2 separate regions of the Mus musculus genome follow, and region 2 is linked to region 1. The links are chromatin contacts, called in public promoter capture Hi-C maps. All regions are on one chromosome and are shown on one strand. The core of a region is the stretch at or near the end of the contact, and the rest is flanking DNA. Distances in the headings are between cores, read along the strand shown. Region 1 has its middle 9.5 kb from the start of n-TNgtt4. Region 2 holds the start of Itga10 (integrin, alpha 10).

Region 1 (2,902 bases), core at 234-2,733:
ACACAGTCCAACCTAAGACATGGGGCCCGGTGGTGATAGGGTTACCCTATGACGGGTAAGGCTGTGACATTAGAAAAACGACCTAAAACAGGAGCCACGGCAGATGAGCATAATTACACAGGCCTAGTCCAGCCTCATTTTATTAAAACAAACAGGGGGAGATGTGGGAAGCCACATGTGCCGTTGCAGAGTGGCACTGACTACTGCTGGCCACCACGCATAAGATTGGACAAACAACCAATGTGTACATATGCAGTAAAGTTTTTTGCAAAAACACTGCCTGGCCCAGACATGATAATGAGGTTCTGTAAGGTACTGAGAGTATAACCAATCAGATGTGAGACATACAAATGAGGTATGATAATGAGGTTCTGTAAGGTACTGAGAGAGAGTAGCCAATCAGATGAGGAACATGCAAATGAGGCTTAGTGCATAACCAATCCGGGTGTGAGACACGCCCCTCCTAGGCCTATAAAAGCAGCACCAGTTCTGGGCTCAAAGTCTTTTCGCCTCTACAATCAAGCTCTCCCAATAAACGTGTGCAGAAAAATCCTGTTGCAGCGTCGTTCTTCCTGGCCAGTCAAGCGCGCACAAGAGCTGCCCACCTGCGACCATGCTCCTTGGAAGTAAGGCCTAAGAGACAGGATTTCTGCTCAACAGCAACTGGGCACTTCTGGTTTCCGAGGAGGCTGATTTTAGCTTCATGGTGCCTGTTCTTTAGGACACACCACGGATTCCTGCCCTTTTAAGCAAAACTGAAAGGAAAAGTAATGGCTTGGGACCCCCAAGACTATGTTCTCAGCACGGAGGAGACAGGGAAGCAGGAAATAAGACAGGAGACAGAGGAGGAGGGAGAAGGGAAGAGAACAAAGTAGAGGGGGCAGGGATATTTGTCCTGGACTGGGACACAGGACTGCCTCTGGATAGAGAGGAGACAGATGTGGCACATAGGCAAATGGCAGTTTATAAAGGCACAAGAGGAAACCCCTACGATGGGATGTTTAATTTTGATTGGGCATATGAATTAGGTGAGCCAAAGAGGGCTTTTGATTGCTGGACTTCAGTACTTTGATAGCAGGCCTTGGTAGTCAGCCTCAGGGGGAGGAAGTGGCCAAATAAGGGAATAGACCATGGTGGCCAGCTTCAGGAATGTAATCTAATGATTTTTAGCAAGGCGGAGAGAGTGGGGGAGAAAGACAAGGCCTGCCTGAGTCATGCTTACCACACTCAAGCTGGCCAGAGTCTCCTGAGAAACCACCATTCACTGTGGGGAGCAAGCCCATCATGTAGTCAAGCAACCCTGAGGAGGCAGCACTGGTCATATGTGCATTAAATGTTCTAGTACAGAGACAGTGAACTCAAACGCAGTGAGGGAATCTATACCCACAGCGCCAGATTCTCCTAACACCCACAGTCCCACAGATGACATCAGGATGGAGTAGGTAGCACAAGCGTGTCTGTCCTGCAGGAGCCAGCTTTACACTACAGCTCACTGGTTGTATCCTAGGAACACGAGGCAAGTGGGGCGTTTCCAAGGAACTAGACAGGCAGGCAAGAAACTGCTCAAAAAACAAGGGCTTCCCACAGCAGGCAGGGAAGAGCAACTTCTGCCTTGGCTGGCAAGGGTGCTGTCCAAGGTCTGGGTCAGATTGTGGCAACCGTGCCTCTGTGGCTTAGTGTGAAGTGTCAGAGTTCTAGGGCTCTCTGCCCTGGAACCTGCAAGAGGCCAGTCGGGTATAATATCCCTGGCTTGCAATCTCTGCATAATGTCTGAAAATGCTGTTCCAAACTAGAGACAGAGAAACTAAAGTGGATGCCTTTCCTTTATGGCCTTGACCTGGTGCAGGAAATTCTTTTGTAACTTCCCGGCATTGCCCAGAGGACTGGAGGCTGTTTTCTTTATCTTAAAAGCTGAATTTTACTGTATTGCCTTGAGGTTGGATTTCCTGTTAGTTTGCTTTCAGTTGCTGTGATGAAGGCTGGGATTAGGAGCCGGTCCAGGAGGGTTTATTTCATTCACATTACTTTGTTTGTTTGTTTGTTTAAATAAGAAAGCTTTTTTATCTTATTTGTTGTTTGTATATGCTTGTGCCTATTTGTTTAAAGGCAGGTGAGGGAAGGGCAGAGGTCAGGTTTTGCCTTCCACTGTGGAGTTCCCAGGACTGAACTCAGATCGTCAACATTTGGTGACAAGCTCCTCCACCCTACTGAGTCGTTTCACCCAGAACCTTATTTCTGTTGTTCACTTTTCATGAAGCCTCCCCAAGTTCTAAGAAGTATAAACAAAATTCAAAATCCATTTTTTTTCTCATTAAGAGTATAGTTCTCGGGTCAACTCTGTTGGCAGGTATTGCTAGGAATATAGACTATTTCCTTCTTCAAACTCCAAAGGGCTGGAGAGTACAGATGCTAACCGTGGTGAGTGGCTTCTTATGTCCAGGGTATGCCTCCTCCCCAACCCCCACCCTCGACCTCTTGTCTGGGTTTCCAGGGCTCTGGATCTGCCCAGGACATTCCTCCTGTAGCCGCTCTCCCATTGGCCAGCCCAAGGTCCAGCTGGAATCATGAACCTTCTAGCCAATGGAATTTCTTTGATCATTTGAGGTGTCTAAATCAAGTTCTACACATGTACACCATTTGGTCTGGTCCGAGAGCAAATCTAATGGACAGTTTCGTAAGTTCCAGACACAGTGCTACTAATTAGAAGCTTAAGAAATTTTGAAAAGGGAGATCTTGCATTGGCTGGGAATTGAGCCCAAGTCCCCCATGTGGGAGGCGAGAATTCTACCACTGAACCACCAATGCTCCCCATGCATCTAGTTTTGAAGGGCAGCAGGATCTAATTTAACAATTAATGTGCTTTCCTATGATCTAAAAGTAGCTAACACATGCAAAACAAATG
Region 2 (2,902 bases), core at 108-2,607, 330 kb before region 1:
GGTGGGATGATTGGATGATTCTCTTCCTGTGGGGTGGGGGTGAGGGATCCTAAGGCCCTCGGCCATGCTGAAGCACAGCTGTATTTCCATTCTCATTCCTGAAATCTCATTCACAGACACATCTGGATAGGTCAAGTTACTCTTTCCACATCATTCCTCCTACACATTCTCCTCTCTAAGCCTCGAGAGTCCAAAGAGGGAGAGAGGGCTTTTCTGAGGATGCAGAGTCACCACCCTTTCCTAATTCTTCCCAAAGCCAGGGCCATGGGAAGAAACGATGGCAAGGAGCTCCCTGCCCGGGTGTCTCCTCTTTCTGTTTCTTCTTGTCACACTTGCACTTTCTCCAAGGTTGAGAGTGCTGGCTCCTTCCAGCCCTGCCAACCTCAACGCTAATTAAGTGGGTGGAACCACCGGCCTGCCCACACACAGTTTGCCATCTATCCCTGTTAAGGGTCCTATCACCCCCAAGACTCCCCCCCACCACAATCTCCTCATCTCATCCACCTTACAAACACCCCTTGCCTACTCCCATAGTTTCCTCAAACTTTAGTCCACGCTTGGGGTCCCCATCTGTGCCCTACTGATTCCTTTCTCCTGACCCCAATTCCCATAAAATCAGAGCTGTTATTTTAGGAAACAAAGATTATAGGGCACTAGCAGGGAAAAATTCCAAGCCTCTTATCCCTCCCATGATTCTCTTCTCTACTGTCTTGCTCTTTGCATCCAAGCAACCCTCCATCCCCCAAAATCTAACTTCAACTCACACTGTGCTCATTTTCAGAAAAGGTATTTTATATGTGAGCCTTTTTTTTTTAATCCAGGAAATTGGCAGGGCTATGAGACCAGAAACTGTAGCTCGGTCGTTAGGCGAACCCAGAGTTCTGACCACATAGTAAGGCAATTATGCCTCAGGCACCAAGGAGCACCAATGGCAGGGAGAAGCAGGGAAGGTAGGAATCAGTGTAACCGAATGGAAGATGAGAGACACGTCTCTTTTCTGTGCCCTCATGTCTGTGGAGTTTAGGACAAAGGTTTTAGATAATTAGGTACAAAGGTTTAGATAATGAGGTACAAGCCAGAGGAAGTTTTGGCCACTGCCATTTGGGTGTCTAAGAACATGAGTGCACACAGGAAATATAGCATCGGTATTAACCTCCGACCTGAGCGCCCGAAGAATTTTAGCCATAATGGTCCCAATTATAAACAATCCACATAACTTCCATTCCCAGCAGAAACCAAGTTTGCTTCCCTCACCTGTCAGCAACGCCAGGGGCAGGAGCAGGTGAGGGATGGAGAGAGACTCCATGGGCGCTTGTCCGGTCCAGTCCGAGAGGCTCTGAGTCGCTCTGTCCCTCTCCTTGGCTGTTTTCGTTACTTTCCCTCCTATCCTGCCCCCTCCCACTGGCAGCTAAAAATAAAGTTGGATGGAATGGGAGTGGTGGTGGAAGGGAGCTGTGGGGAGCCCAGGACAGGAACACAGAGCAGCCTTAGTCCAGCTCTCTACCTTGGTGCTGCCCCCTGGAGGCCTCAGCTAATATTCAAAGAAAACACAAATTTTGACCCTTTCTGAGGCTACTTTTATGCACGGTTTATTTATTCAATAATTTCCTCCAGTTTGGAACAGAAAGTAGGACTTAGAGACAATATTTTTTGCCTTATTAATCTTAACATGGGATATGCAAAATAACAGCTGACAGCAGTGACAGCAGCATTTTCCTACCTACTGTGTGAAGGGCAGTCCTACTGTGTGACCTTGCCAATCCACTGAGTTATGGTCATGCTTGTGTGTGTCTAATAGCTTTTGGGGAGTCACTGCCTGTAGACAGGTGTGCTTTGTGGTGTCAAGATAATTACTTTGGTTGAAAACATCTCACCCCTAACTTGAGGCTGTTCACGGATTGTTTTGAATTGGGACCATTATGGTGTGTCCGCACCTTTCCCCCAACATTTAAATTTTCAGTGAAATCCTGTAACCATGTTAGCTGCTAACGCCAAGGAAAGCCATCCACAGTCAGAGAGCTAAGGCTTACAATGACCAGACCATGAGAGACCAGATGTCAACGAGCAGCTGGACACAGTAACACTCACTGTAGGCTACTCAGAAGCCTAAAGCAGGGGAGCTCAGAGCTTCAGCCCTGCCTAGGTACCACAGTGAAAACAGGCAATCCGTCCCCCCACCCCACCCCCGCCATCTTGAATTGAATAAAAAAGTCAGTGAGCAAACTGATCTTTAATTTGTTAGCCTAGAAGGCTTGCTTGCTCTGTGGGCAAGGACCAGTTATTTACATAGAATCATTGTACAGTATTTACAGGAAGAGGCCAGACATGGCATCAGCCTGGGTAGTCAGAGAAAGAGCAAGAGCCAAGTGCGGAAGGAAACTCTAATATCAACGTGTACGCAGAAACTGGAAAGTGTGGAGGCAGTCTGCTGAGGCAGACCCAGGGGAGAAGCCTCAAACAGCCTGCAGCGGTGTGAGCGAAGAGACGCCGGGCATGAAATGAAGCCTGGGAAAGTATGGAGGGTGGAAGGGAAGAAAAATGCTACATGAGGTTTCAGAAAAAAAGAATACAATTAGCACTTTGCTATCCATAACTTAAGCTTCCCCTACCAAAAAGTAACCCACCCCCCTCCTTTTAAATATCTGGCCAGGAGGCTAAGAAAGAGAATTCTGTCTCACGGTAACAAATTCTTAACTAGACTCAAGACAGAGAGATAAAGGGAAGAGCTATGAGATTCTGGCAATGGGACTGAATGAAGCCCAACTGCAGAGGCCTGCAGGAGCCTTCCCTTAGCACTGCCTTCCTGACCCGTCTTTGGCAGGTTCTTCCCCTCATCCCTAAGGATCTGGATTTTAACTTCAGTCAAGGAGTTGAATTACAATGAGGTTGGCACACAGTGACC

What was found. Promoter capture Hi-C pulls out the DNA fragments that hold promoters and counts their contacts.
Region 2: a contact with region 1 is called in a promoter capture Hi-C map of hippocampal neurons, with 2.2 times the contacts expected there. The contact joins the promoter of Itga10 here to the enhancer-like site in region 1. A contact is called at or near these places in 12 of 39 promoter capture datasets (the 3T3-L1 cell line, the C10 cell line, the HPC-7 cell line and 9 more), 1 of 484 Hi-C or Micro-C datasets (liver) and 6 of 115 datasets of contacts at active chromatin or transcription factors (the 230-238 cell line, bone marrow-derived macrophages, embryonic stem cells and 2 more).

Annotation. Positions count from the first base shown.
Region 1 is chr3:96,311,157-96,314,058 of GRCm38.p6, reverse strand. No RefSeq gene overlaps it. Among named protein-coding and RNA genes, the nearest start is that of n-TNgtt4, 9.5 kb to the left of the region's middle. Within about 2 kb of position 1,483, at least 15 of the 459 cell types and tissues checked have an H3K27ac peak or open chromatin away from gene starts, as enhancers often do. A contact at or near this core is called in hippocampal neurons and stem cell-derived epiblast-like cells, where this site is marked.
Region 2 is chr3:96,644,039-96,646,940 of GRCm38.p6, reverse strand. It overlaps Itga10 (integrin, alpha 10), which reads right to left and starts at 1,357. Exons shown (of 30, transcript NM_001302471.1): 1 at 1,255-1,357. The coding sequence starts at 1,306. It overlaps Pex11b (peroxisomal biogenesis factor 11 beta), which reads right to left. Exons shown (of 4, transcript NM_011069.3): 4 at 1,560-2,902.